2 separate regions of the Mus musculus genome follow, and region 2 is linked to region 1. Evidence: chromatin contacts called from public promoter capture Hi-C data. All regions are on one chromosome and are shown on one strand. The core of a region is the stretch at or near the end of the contact, and the rest is flanking DNA. Distances in the headings are between cores, read along the strand shown.

Region 1 (7,080 bases), core at 2,520-5,019:
TGTATTCTACTCATAAGATAAATAATTCTTTTAAAAAACAAAACAAAACACAAAACCTCAAATCAAAATAACTTTTGTCTAATATCAGAAGAATAGATAATGAGCCAGATATATTTTAAAATAGTCTCTGACACACACTTACATACCATTTAGTCATTTAATTTTAAAATCTTTGTGTGTGTGTGTACTTGTGTTTGAAGATAGTATCTCACTATGTAGCCTAGACTTGCCAGAACTCACTAAGATAAGCCAAATTGGCCTTGAACCTGTGGTGATCTCCTCCCCCCTGGCTCCCCACTTGAGTGCTAGGATTACAAGTGTAAGCCCTAAATCTAGGATTTAAAATGCTACAGCTAGGCTAAAGGCTGACAAGTATTTACATTAACTCAAAAAGTAGGGCCTGTGTGACTGCTCAGCAGGTGAAGGCATTTACCTCAAAGCCTGACTACCAAAGTCCAATCCCCAGAACCCACATGGTCGAAAAGAACAAACTCCCACAAGCTCTCCTCAGACCTACACACCTACACCTACACACACGCACACATGCACGCACGCGTGCGTAAGAAGTAAAGCTCAGGCTGGGTGGTAGTGCACACCTTTAGTCTCAGCACTTGGGAGACAGGCAGGCAGATCTGAATTCGAGGGCAGCCTGGTCTACAGAATGAGTTCCAGGATACCAGGACAGCCAGGGCTATACGGAGAAACCATTTTTGAAAAACTGAAGGGGAAAAAAAAAAGGATTTACCTACCAAATACTACTCATTAAAATAACTGATATCCTATACTTCAATTAAGTATAACTATACTTCTAACATTTCAAACTGTGAAAGCATTTGTATAAGAGCTGAGGAGCTCACTTGGTGGAGTGCTACCTAGCAAGCACTAAGCCTTGATACAAAGCACCACAAAAACTAAGCAGGGTGGGACAAACCAGCAATCCTGGCCTTTGAGGTACAGCTGGAGGACCAAAAGTTCCAGGTCACTATACAACCACTTCCCAGGCAGCCTAGCAAACTTAGTATTTTACCTTAATGAGAAAAGGGTAGAGAGGGGAAAAAAGAAGAAGGGGATGGAAAATATATACATGTGATACGGTTTATTTAGTTGTTTAGTTGTTTGGTTGGGCTTTTTCAAAATAGGGTTTCTCTGTGAAACCATGCTAGCTGTCCTGGAACTCACTCTGTAGACCAGGCTGGCCTCGAACTCAGAAATCCACCTGCCTCTGCCTCCCAAGTGCTGGGATTAAAGGTGTGTGCTACCACGCCCGGCTTATAGTTTGCTTTCTTAATAGTAGTAGATGGCCTAACGCTTTGATGCCAACCTTACCCTATATCTACGCTATACTGTAGATTGAGCAGAAGTTCTTACATGTAAGGCAAGTGCCCTACCACTAAGCTACACACGCTAGTCCTTGAAAATTTTTGATTAACCATCCTCCTACTTCAGACTCCTGAGTAATGGCTCACAGATGTGTGCCAACCACATGGTTGGCACCATCCTCTTAGGAAAAAGCAGGGTCTCCTTCAAAAGCTAAGGCTTTCTCTTATAACTTGCTCCCTGTGGTCAGAAAACCCACACAGAGTTGTTCCGATTCTCTAGCTGGCTTTCAGGACTACATGACATACTTTTTCTAACAAATTTTAAACTTCTGCATATTCCTAAGTAATACTGTTAAAGTTAATGTAAAATGTCCTACGGTGCCACTGAATCTGACATATGTACAGCACTTCTTTTTTTTTTTTTTTTTTTTTTTTTTCGAGACAGGGTTCTCTGTGTAGCCCCGGCTGTCCTGGTACTCACTTTGTAGCCCGCCCCCCTCCCCACCCCCCCAGTGCTGGGAATTAAGGCATGCGTCACCACGCCCAGCATGTATAGCATTTCTACTCAGTCTATACACTAATGCTGTATCATCGGTTCCTATATTGAACACCAAATCCAAAATATCTTTTTTACAAATTGAGTTTTAAAAAGCATTAGACTTTTAGAAAATACAATTAAGGGGTCACCTGCTCACTTTCCCTAATTTTCCCCCAAATGTATCAGCACCAACCATGCCTTAAATAATGTCTTCCTTTACTGTTAGAGAACTTGATGCAAAAGAAAGAGTAAGATACCATTATAAATAAGGCCAAAAACCCATAACTGAAAATAAAAAAGCAAACTATGCTTCACGGGAGCTTAGTTCCCAATTTTGACTAGAGTTCTCCCAAAAGCTGCTACAGCTACACGGATCAACAGTCCACAGTCGTTTCCTCCCCTCCCGCCCCTTTCTGAGGCCAGCAGACTTGGGGCTGCAGTGGTTAAAAGCAGAAAACCCAAGTCTGGTGGCTCAAACCACCTGTAACTCTAGCTCCGAGGGATCTGACTTGCTCTGTCTGGGCCCTAAGAGCACACCCTACCCCACCCCCCCAAAATTGTTTTTTTTTTCTTAATATGTACACTTTCCTCCTTAGGAATGTATCACAGCGACCTAGAGAGGCTACTTAAAGATATAATTGAGTGGTTTATAATAGAATGCTTCAAATCAGCAATGGCAAAACATGAACTAATGAACCCCTCTTTTTAACTTAGTTGCCATGATTAAGTCATGTACCTCGCAGTAAGATCAGAAATCCCTGCTCTATACTGCATTCCTATCAGCCAGCAAAAGCGTTGTTTTTGTTGTTTTGTCTTCTTTACCAGGAAAAAAGTGAGATCTATCTTTAAAGAGCATGGGAACATGTGCCTGTTCGGAAGCCCTATATGCCTGCTCTTATTAAAAGAACTACTACAGAACTATGGAATGTCTAACAAGGAGCGAAAATTAAGACTTTTAGGGTAACAATCGCCCCATCTAAAGATCCCTCCCTAGTTAAGTATCGTTCACTCAATACTCATATTATTAACTTGAAGGAGTTTGTTCGACACAAGTACGGCAAAAAAAAAAAAAAAAAAATCTAATTTTTAAAAAATCCCGCTATCTTAAGCTCTTTTTTTTCTTCTTGGTGCTGGAGACTGAATCCAGGTTTTTATGCATGCTAGAATTCTACTACTGAGCTACTTACTCAAGCAAGCCAACGCTCTCTCTTAATGCCCATGCACAGTAGCAGTGAAGGCAGCAAGTGAAAAAAAAAAAAAAAAAAAATTCCAGAGACCTGACCTTGCTCCCAAGTCGACTACTTCTGCACTCCTCCTCCCCCTAGTGTCCCCCGCCAGCCGGTTCCCGCAGTCCCAAGTGCTCAGTCTGCCTGTTCCAACATCTGCCTGGCAATGAGTGACTGACAGGCGACCAGAGGGTCGGACGGGAGGTGGCCCGACAAACGCTGAGGCCCAAGAGGAAAGAACTCGAGGAGGTGGTGGCGACGGCGACAGCTTTCGCAGCGAGAGGACCGGGCGTTAGGGACTGAAGGGGGACAAGGCCTGCGAGGAGCAGAGGGCCACGGTAGGGAAGAGCAAAGGGGCTGGCAGGCTTGGAGAGGGCACCCGGGCTGCGAGGCCGGGCAGGGCGCGGACTCACGTTCTCCCACCAGCAGGATCCTCACGTCTTTCTTCATGTCGGAGGCTCGCAGGGGCCGCACTCGGCCCGCACGCATGGAGCGCACGCCTCACGCCGGGAGCGTCCAGCCCGTGGCGCCGCTCTCCCCGCGATACCGCCGCTCCCTGCCAGCCTTAGCGGCCTCTGCGCCCGAATCTCGGCCGCCAGGACCTGCCGCACCGACTCCTCCTCTACCGCTCCGCTTGGGAGCCGGGGCAAGCCAGCTCCGCCTCCTCCGGCTCCGCGGACGCGGGCGGCGGCGGCGGCGAGGACGACGGCGGGCGGCGAGGGACAAGAGCTTTCGGAACCTCAACGCTCTCGTATCTTGAACAGCGCCCCTGCAGGAAGGCAGACGGTAGCGCAAAACCCCGGAGGTTTGCCTGCCACAGTCTGAACACTGCCAGAGGATGTAAGTGACAGATTCCTTGGTCAGAACAGTCAGAGCCCACTTGTTTTACAGAACAAGAACAGAAGAGTCCAGGGTCACGCAGCAGGAGCTTGGTCGTGAATCGGAGATTTCTTCACTAAACGATAATGTCCAGGAGGGCAAGAGACCTGCCTACCTGGTTTTCAGCTGTGTTCACACTGTTGGACTTACCTTTCAAAAATGCTTTATTGAACAAGGTTACTGGCTCCCAGGGTGTGAACACTCCCCAGAGCCCATCACCTGTTTTCCCCCCCTCAAAATGTATTATTCTGTATATTTGTGTATGACACGTGCGTTTGAGTATCTTCCATGGTGAGTATGTGGCGGTCAGAGGACAGTCCTCAAGAATTGGTACTTGGCTGACATTATGGCACAAGCCAGCTCTTAGAGGCACTTTGGATCCAGGGGTCAAACTCAGGTCATCAGGCCTGAACAGAAAGCACTTTTACCCGAGACTATATCACAGCCCAAGAAATTGCTTAAAAAAAAAAAAAGGCCGACAACCGGGCTTTTTTTTCATGGTGGCGCACGCCTTTGATCCCTGCACCGGGGAGGCAGAGGCAGGCAGATTTCTGAGTTCGAGGCCAGACTGGTCTACAAAGTGAGTTCCAGGACAGCCAGGGCTACACAGAGGAACCCTGTCTCGAAAAACCAAAAAAAAAAAAAAAAAAAAAAAGTAGGGCGTGATAGCTCATGCCTGTAATCCCAGCATCTGGGAAGATGAAGTAGAAGGATTGCCATGAATCTGAGGCCAGCCTGGGCTTTAGGGTGAGACCTAAGGAGCCATGGTATTTCAAACCTGAAAGTGGTGGTGGCAAGAAGATTAAGCCATCAAAGCTATTCTTATCCACACATAGATATTTCATGCCCACCAGGCGGTGGTGGCACACGTCTTTAATTCCAGCACTTGGGAGGCAAAGGCAGGAGATTTCTGAGTTCGAGGCCAGCCTGGTCTACAAAGTGAGTTCCAGGACAGCCAGGGCTATACAGAGAAATCCTGTCTCAAAAAACAAACAAACAAACAAAAAAACAGACAGACAGAAATAGAAGGAAACCCTTTCTTAAAAAGTGCCTGGGAAAGCTGGTGTGGTGATATAAACCATCCCAGTATTCAAGAGGTTGAAGCAGGACCACTAGTTGAGAGCCAACCTGAGTTACCCAATGAAACCCTGTCTCAAACAAGCAACAAAACCCCACTCCGTGATACAACAGGGGGTGAAGGCACACCTCTTGTTCACAGGGAGATGTCCCTAGGACGGTAGCTGCAAAGAAGATTACAGGACTCTAGAGGACTCATGGCCCCTCTGCCTGTTTCTTCTCTACCAAATGAAGATGTCAGACCCTTCCTTGCATAAATATTTGGAGCAACCTCATGAAGTAATATTTAAATGTTCCACTATTTTCTGATGGAATCACCACCAGATAAACCCACTATAAACAGAAATCTAGTAATCTAGTAACCTTCCAAGCACCACATTTAAATAACACAGTAGTTTATCTTCCTGATCACACAGCTGAGAGACACTTGCTGCTGCTGTCCTGCCTATTACTAGCCCAGAAAGGCATCAAAAATTGTGAAATACAATTCTATTAACCATGTTATCACTTTGGCACTATGATACATTTTAGCCAAAAGATAGAGAAACAATTGACACTACTATAGATTTCTTTTTTAATATAGCTGGAAGTGGTGACAGGTGCCTTTAATCCCAGTACTCAGGAGGCAGAGACAGGCTGATTTCTTAAAAGAGTTCTACTCCAGGGTCTGGGAGAGATGGTTCAATGGTTAAGAGCACTGCCTGCTCTTCCAAAGGTCCTGAGTTCAACTCCCAGCAACCACATGGTGTTTCACAACCATCTATACCAGGGTCTGATGCCTTCTTCTGGCATGCAAGTGTATATACAGGTAGAGCACTCATACATAAAATAAATAAAAATGTTTTTAAAAAAGAAAAAAAAATAGTTCCATCCCAGCCAAGACTACATAAAGAGACCTTGACTCAAAACAGGTCAGCAATAATAAATAAATAGTCAAATCACAGTAAGTCAGAGATTGTGCTTTGTATCTGAATAATGTATCATACAGAATTTTAGCTGGGGATATCTCCCATGCCATTAATCTCAGCACTCAACAGACAGGGGCTGGCAGATCTCTGTGAGGTTAAGACCAGCATGATCTATAGAGCAAGTTCTAGGACAGCCAGGGCTACACAGAGAATCCATCTCTTGAAAAACAAAAACCAAAAAAAAAAGATGTGTTTATTTAGTGTGTGGTGCATGTGTGTGTGTGTGTTTAATGCAAACACATACCCCTTCTCATGCTATTGGAAGTCAGAAGCCTTCCTCCATCACTGTCCACCTTGGTTTTGCTTGAGAGAGGGTCTCTCACTAAAGCTAGAACTCACTGATACGGCTAAACCGCCTGGCCAGCAAGCCACTCAGGATTTGCCTGTCTCTACACCCCTGCACCCTCCACCGTCAGCACACACACGTGGCACTTTTTATGTAGGTGCTGAGAATCTGAACTCAAGTCTTTACTTCTTTACCCACTAAGCCATTTTCCAAGGCCCAAAACTTTTCTTTAAAAAAAAAAAAAGTTACACAAAGACCAGATCATTAATCACAAAGGCCTTTTGAAAAAGAGCAAGCATTTGGGCAACTGCCACCTCAAGCCACACTCTGTAGTGGGTCATGACCCAAGGAGCTCGATGCACCGCTGCATTTGAGAGCAGCATTAATTCAAATTTTGCAGGGCTCCCACAGGAGAGGGAAGCCTTCATGGTATTGTAGATGTGTGCTATCTAAAAGCTTTGACATTTTTATCAAGGGAAAAAGTCTGCTAGGCAGGGATCTAAGGAGAAAAAGATCTGGGAAGACATCAGAGATGTTACTATGAAGAAGCACTTTGTAAATAACACTTACTTTAAAATCCAAGCAGACGGGCCAGAGAGATGGATCAGCAGCTAAAAGCACTGGCTGTTCTTGCAAAGACCCAAGTTTGACTCCCAGCATCCACATGGTTGCTCACAGTGGTCTGTAGCTCCAGTTTCAGGTGATGTAGTGCCTTCTGGCCTCTGAAGGCACTGAACATGCACATAGTACACAGCCAAAAGAACCCACACACATAAAATAAAATAAA
Region 2 (7,080 bases), core at 2,145-4,644, 92 kb before region 1:
TACAAAGTGAGTTCCAGGACAGCCAGGGCTACACAGAGAAACCCTGTCTCCTGTCTCGAACCCTGCTCCCCTAAGAATATCCAAAACCACAAGCCAAAAGAGATCTCTTCTTTCTATATACTGACTGGAAAGCTGGTCATAGGAGCTGCTTGACTTATCCCACATCACCTCTCCCACTATTACAGCATCTAAGTATCTCCTGGGTCCTACAACAACCTTGCTTTAAAGGATGGGAGGGGGCTGGAGAGATGGTTTACTGATTAAAAGAAATGTTTGCTCTTCTAGAGGATCCAGGTTCTGTTTCCAGTACCCCCAGGGCAGCTCACAACCACCAGTAACTCCAGTCTCAGGGATCTGATGCCCTCTTCTGGCCTCTGAAGGCACTGCGATAATATTGTGCACAGACAATCAAAACACCCATACACATTAAAACACAAGCAAGTCAGGCAGTGGTGGCATACGCCTTTAATCCCAGCACTTGGGAGGCAGAGGCAGGTGGATTTCTGCGTTCAAGGCCAGCCTGGTCTACAGAGTGAGTGCCAGGACAGCCAGGGCTACACAGAGAAACCCTGTCTCGGAAAACCAAAGGGGGGGGGGGAACCAACAACACACACACACACACACACACACACACACACACACACACACACACAAGCAAAAGCTCTTGAAAATGTTCCCACCTAAAACAAAGGTCTTGATCAAGATGCCTTTTCAACTGTGGACCCCCCCCCACCCCCATTCACTATTCCAGGCAAGCCTCAGAGGCAAGGATAGCCAAGGATGGCCTCGAGTTCCTGACTGTCCTGCTTAATTTAGCTCCCAAATGCAGGCACTGCAGATGTGTGCCAGCATGCCTGGCTTAAACATCTCTTAAAGTTGCACAACTTCATGTCACAGCTACTCTGGCTTGTGACTTAAGTGTTCAGAATCCACCAACACTGGCACCTTCCTGTCACTTCTCCTGGACTATATTCAAGCATGGAGAGGCAATCTAGCAGAACCCAAGTACCAAGCTGAAAAGAACCCAACACTTGGCATTTCTAACCTCACCAACTCCTCACCCCTCTCCTCCAGGCGCTGCAAATGACCACATCCTACTTTTCATTTGTAACTGCCCAGCACTGGCCCATCCCCACTGCAGAACGAGACACAAGATCAGCCTTCGGAAGAGCCCATTTTGTGAGTAGATCCTCCTCCCCAAGGAAGACAGAGATTTCATGTTACTGGGGCAAAGCATTTTTTATAATAGGAGCAGAAAAGGAGCCAAATGATTCTTTTATGCCCCTTCCCCCACCTCCCCCCAGCCTCCCACTGCAATCCTCTCCTCTTGCATAGCGAAAACTTTAATACAAGTTGTCCAATCTCTGGGTGGCGTAAGCCCAGCCATGGTGCAAGAAGAATTTGTAGGGATGAACGATTTCTCTCTAGGGAGCCTACTGCTGTCTCCGGATACCCAGAGCACCGTGTGGCTCCGCCCTAGATGTATTAAGCCACGCCTCCATAGCACGTCACCATCTCCGGAGCACTGAGCTAGGAAAGCCCACGCAGTCAAGCAGGAAGACTGAGACCGGTTTCAGGCAGGGCTGGGAAGAAGAAAGGTATTTAACTGCTCACATACCTTTTCAAACAGGACTTTCCAGTGCTGGTAGAGAGGGAGGCCATGCGGGAGAGGAAGAAGAGAAAGAAAGGCACTTATCACCAAGGTTTCTGTAGACCCCTGAGGTTTCTGACATCACCTCCCAGCTGTTGCCCAGCAGTCAGAATCAGGTTCAGGGGCCCCCCAGATGAAACCTGAAAAGTCCCCGTGTGAGCGAAGGCAGAACTCGCACAGTACGGTGTGGGAATGGGGTGTTTTTTTTTGGGGGGGGGGAACACAGTCAGATGCTGGAATGAGAACAAGGACGATTCCCAACCGTGTCTCCGGGTTTCTGATAACTTCTGCTACGGAAAGGTCACGTCCACATCTACTCCCGGAGTACACCTTCAGACCTTGTCTGTTGGAGGACTCTGCTCAGGAGACTCGCCCCTGCTTGAGCACTCTGTGTGTGTGTGTGTGTGTGTGTGTGTGTGTGTGTGTTCCCCAATATGCTTCCAAGACTGAGTGCAAGTACTGAATACAGAAGACTCTCTCAGGAGTTAGGGCCAGGACAAAGTGACAGGTTTAGTTACGCAAACCCGAGAGATGTTAGACTCCCGGCCCATTCAGATTTGCTGGCTGTGGTTTCGTAGGCTGGGGTTTCTGGTTTAATTTTACTCTGAAGGAGGGACAGGTCCGAGGCAGGGTGCCGAGAGGGAGTAGTTTCATCAACTCAAGCACCCGGGGCTTTCCAGATCCTGCCTCGCCTCCCAGGACAGCAGACAAGAGATCTAAGCGGCAGATGGCAGGAAAGCCCTCTGGAGTAACCCCTCCCTACCCTGCCCCAGGGGACCGTTCCTGGCACCGAGGTGGTCAGGGACTCCTGAGCCCCCTGCTGGGAGCATTTCGACCCAGCTAGCTCTGGCTGGGTTCAGGGACTGAGATCAGTTTGAATTTCAATCAGTGTCGCGACCGGACTGACGCCGGCGGGAGCTAATCTGGCAGCCGAGAAGGGGTCTCCAGAGCGGTCTGCGCTGATCAGAGACTGGGCATCTGCGGCGCCGGTTCCTTCCCCGGGCTTGCAGAGTCCGCAGGTCGCTGAGGGGAGGGGAGGGGAAGTCACTACAGTGACGCGGCCGCCTCTGCAGGAAAACGCCGTGTCCCGGGCACTGCACCAGCCGCGGGGAGGGGGCTCGGCAGCCGACAGGTTCCCGGCGCAGTGGCCCGGGCTGTGTCCCGCAGTGAAGCCGCGGGAACCCGAGCGGGGTGGGGAGCGCGCGCTTGCATTTGGGGGAGACCTATCTCTCCTACCCTCGGGGACCCCCGACTCATCCCGGACGCTCCGGTGACATAACCTTGAAGCCTCTAAGTTGTCTGCGGGGTAGGGAGCTGAGGCAGTGGCGTCTCCCCGCGTGGCGCCCCCCAGAAAGTTTGAGGGACACAGGAGGGGGCACTCACGTCTTCTGGCGCGGCGGGCAGTCGCTCCTCGGCCTCGGGCTCCAGCTCCTCGATGCGCTCAGCCTCCGCGCAGGCGGCCACTGCGGGGCCGGGGCTGGGGTGCTCGCCCATGGCCCAGACTGCGGCGCTCGTCCCGGGGCGCCGGGCTAACTTTGCGCCGCCGCGGCCGTGCTGCTCCAGGAGCTAGCTGCGCCCCTCGCCGCCTCCGCGCTCGCTCCCATGGTTCTGCTCTCCCCACCGCCCTCACTGCGGCCCCCGCGACCCGGGGCGCTGGGCCCCTAGCCGCCAAACTTCTTGGCCTCTGTCGCGGGCCCGAGGCAGGGCGCCCTTGGGCCAGCCGGGCCCTACCGCTCCCCGCGCTCCTTCCCGCTCCGCGCGGCCCCCGCTCTGCGCGCGAGCCTCCTCCTCCCCACGGACTCCTCCGGGGTGGCGCGCGGCGGGGGCGGGGCTGCTCGCGGGGCCCCCGCCCCCCCAGGCCGCCCGCGGGGAGGGAGGGAGGGAAAGAGGGAGGGCTGGCTGCCGGGAGGCGAGCGACAAGCCGCCGCTCCTCCCGCCCGGAGATGGGGACTGCGTTGCCCTCAGCCTGCTCAGCTCAGCACCGGGTTAACCATCACTTGGAAGCAGCAGATTGTGTGACGGAGGCAGAAGCGAGGTTCTCACGAAGTTGGCCATGTCAGGGTTAAATAGGACTGAATTGAGAGTGAGATGTGAAAATTGGATTCCACCAGCCACCCTTAAGACCTCTCTCTGTTCGCTGTGGTCTTGGATTCTGGGAGGTCTGGGAAAGCCTAGAGATGAGAGAAAGGTCAGGTGGTTTGGGACCCTAAATCCTAACCTTTGCCCTACCTCTCCATCTAGAGCTGTATGCTATCTTCAGGTTTCTCGACCATGTTAAATCCAGGAAAGTAGTGCCCTGCCAGACAGGAGCGGAGGGGTGGAGTGCCGGGGAGGGATTGCGGGGTGGGGGGAGAGCTGGCCGGGGGTGGGGGTGGGGGTGGTGGGGAACAAAAACAAAAAACTAAAACTAAAAACCAGGAATGAAGTTAGCAAAGTACTAAAGGATGTTTAAAGAAGAAAAATGGGAGACAGAGTACCTGTGGGAAAAGCGATCTTCCCACCTAACTATAATTTGTGCCAGTGCCCGGGCTGGGGTAGATGCTCCTCAAGGGAGGCTCAGGGGCTCAGTCCTGGTTCAGCCGCCCCTCCCCCTCCCACACTCCCCACACCCACACACACCCCCACCCCCGCTCCTCCGGCAGCCTACATACAGAACCAAAGCCCTTCAACCTCTCCGCATCATCATTACCCCTCTCGACGTCCAAAGGATTATTATTATTATCAGAAGTTGCAATTAACACCTTCATTTTCATAACGCAAATGTAACCACATCGTGCAAACCCAGGATCCAACCTGTGACCATCTCGCCCAGCACTGACTACTCCTCTTAAACCCAGAAGGAAATCAGTTCCATCCTAATTAGGTGAGTTTGCAACAGACACCAATTTTCATCTCGGTTTCAGAAAGTGTGATCATTCCAACTATTTTTGTTTCTTGCCACCCCTCCCCCATCTCTACTCTACTAACAAGTCAAGATCCTGCCAAGATTTCCTTGTAAATAAAACTGTCTGCATGGGGGTGTGATTTTTTTGAAAACTGCCTTCAGGGGACAGAAGAGAGGCTGAATTCTTTCTGATAAAAAAGCCTATTAGGATAAGCAACTGCTGGGGCCCTGAGGGCCAGGGACCCTGTCTCTACCTCCCCTGCTACCGTTGGCTGGACATAACATGAGCAGTGCTGGCTCTGTTACATTCAGACCTTTGGGAAAGAGCTGGTTCTGAAAGCCTGGTTACAGGGGGATTGGAAAGAGACAGGTGCGTGGAAGAGAAGGCCACTCTGCAGAGATGTCCAGCATCCACTGACACACCCCCCTCCCCCCCAGCTAGTCCTCACAAGCTTTCTCTTCTCTAGCCCAGGGACAGCTCTTAGCAACAGATCCAACTCAGTCACCCCCTCATGGGGAAGTTACCTTCCCATTGCTGAACATTTGTTGAGCTCTTATTAAACACTAGGGGAGATCTCTGAGGGTACATGGATGAGCGAAAGACAAGCCCTGTCCTCTATAAGTGGTTTATCTTGGTGTGTGTGTGGAGGTGGGGTGGGGCACACAGCCATGTTCAACAAATCTTGGGTTCCACAGAAACTCAGGAGTCCTACAGCCTGAAAGGAAGAGGAGGGGCCCTGGTGGATCCAGGAGGTCTTCCCAAAGGAAGCACTTCCATAGCCCTGTAGCAGGAGACACAGCAATTCAGGCAGAGGGGACAGCGTGCAGAGTGGAAGGGGAACTGCAAGGGATTTGGCATGGTTGGAAATCAAACTACACCAGCATCAATAGAAGAGTCCAGCCTGAGGGGAGGCGTGAGAGAGAGGGCTGCTAGTTTCCTGAGAATGGAGTTTGGATTCCATCCTAAGGGCAGCAGGAGACACAGAAGAACACTGATACTGTTACAGAAGACAGTAACACTTGAAAAGATCCCTCCTAGACTGATGCAGCAGCAGGAGCCTTTAGACCCAGCCACTTGGGAGGCTGAAACAGGGGGATTATTTGAATCCTTATGATGTCCTGTATTAGAGGCCAGGGCAATACAACCCCCATATTCCCTCTCTTTCCTCTTCCTTTTCTCTCTTCACTTTTTTTTTAAAGATTTATTTATTTATTATATGTAAGTACACTGTAGCTGTCTTCAGACACACCAGAAGAGGGCGTCTTGTTACAGATGGTTGTGAGCCACCATGTGGTTGCTGGGATTTGAACTCTGGACCTTCGGAAGAGAAGAGCAGTCGGGTGGGGTGCTCTTACTCACTGAGCCATCTCACCAGCCCCCCTCTCTTCACTTTTATTTTGAGAGTATGTCAAATTAAGTTGCTAAGGTTGGCCTTGAACTTGTGAGTCTTCCTATCTCATTCTCCCAAGGAGTTGGGATAATAGATTTGCCCACCAGGCCTGGATGTAAGACTTCATCTCTGGGTTGGTGAGATGGCTCAGCAGTTAAGAGCCTGACTCACTGGCTGTTCTTCCAGAGGGCCTGAGTTCAGTTCCCAGCAACCATCTATAGGGAGATCTGATGCCCCCTTCAAGCAGGCGGATGTATAAGCAGCAGAGCACTCACATTAAATAAATTTTGAAAAAATCTTAAAAAAAAGACTTCATCTCATTCATATCTAAATAAAAAAGGTCTGGAGAGAGATGGTTCTGCAACACTGGCTGCGCTCCCAGGGGACTAAGATTTGACTCCTAGTCAAATCTGCAACTCCAGTCTCAGATGATCTCACACCCTCTTCTGGCCTCCATGGGCTCTGCACACACATGATACACAGACACACATGCAGGCAAAACATCCACACACATACGATAATAAATAAATAAGTCCTTCTGACTGAGGTCCAGAGGTCGCATGAGTATCAGCAGTTAGAACAAAAGGAAGAAGGACCTCAGAGAGCTGTTTCCTGCCCTAGGCACAGGCGCTCAACATCATCACTGTTCTCCCAAACCTACTGGGAAAGGATCCTGGGCTCTCCCTAGGAGTCAGCCCTTCAGGAAGTGACCACTTAGACTTGGCAACCATTAAGAGCATCAGTAGCACCCAATCTCTGCATTCCGGAGTCTACCCTCTGTCCCGTATCCTCAGGAATGCCCAGCTTCACCAGACAACCTGATTCATCTCTTAACCCCCGGGGAATCTGCAGCTACGGAGCATGTCCCCCAGCACATGGGACCTGTAGCCTGCAGCCAAACCTAGAACCTTCAAGAGATAATGATCTGGTGGTGGTGGCCCAAGCCTTTAATCCCAGCCTTCTGGAGGCAGAGGCAGGCATATCTCTGTGAATCCAAAGCTAGCCTGGTCTACAGAGTAAGTTCTAGGTCAGCCAGGGCTACACGGAGAAATTCTCTCAAAAAACAAGACCAAAAAAGATCTGACTATTTGGTAGCTTTAGTAGCTTTAGTCTCATTCCAACACAAGGCACCCAGAGCACTCAAACATTCTGAT

The links. Capture Hi-C pulls out chosen DNA fragments and counts their contacts.
Region 2: a contact with region 1 is called in a promoter capture Hi-C map of adipose tissue. The contact joins the promoter of Rhbdl3 here to the promoter of Rhot1 in region 1. A contact is called at or near these places in 2 of 39 promoter capture datasets (embryonic stem cells and hippocampal neurons), 2 of 484 Hi-C or Micro-C datasets (embryonic stem cells and muscle stem cells), 3 of 115 datasets of contacts at active chromatin or transcription factors (effector CD8 T cells and embryonic stem cells) and 3 of 9 other capture datasets (adipose tissue, liver and pancreatic islet).

The regions. Positions count from the first base shown.
Region 1 is chr11:80,205,740-80,212,819 of GRCm38.p6, reverse strand. It overlaps Rhot1 (ras homolog family member T1), which reads right to left and starts at 3,769. Exons shown (of 19, transcript NM_021536.8): 1 at 3,497-3,769. The coding sequence starts at 3,572.
Region 2 is chr11:80,297,226-80,304,305 of GRCm38.p6, reverse strand. It overlaps Rhbdl3 (rhomboid like 3), which reads right to left and starts at 3,394. Exons shown (of 9, transcript NM_139228.3): 1 at 3,035-3,394; 2 at 1,619-1,642. The coding sequence starts at 3,145.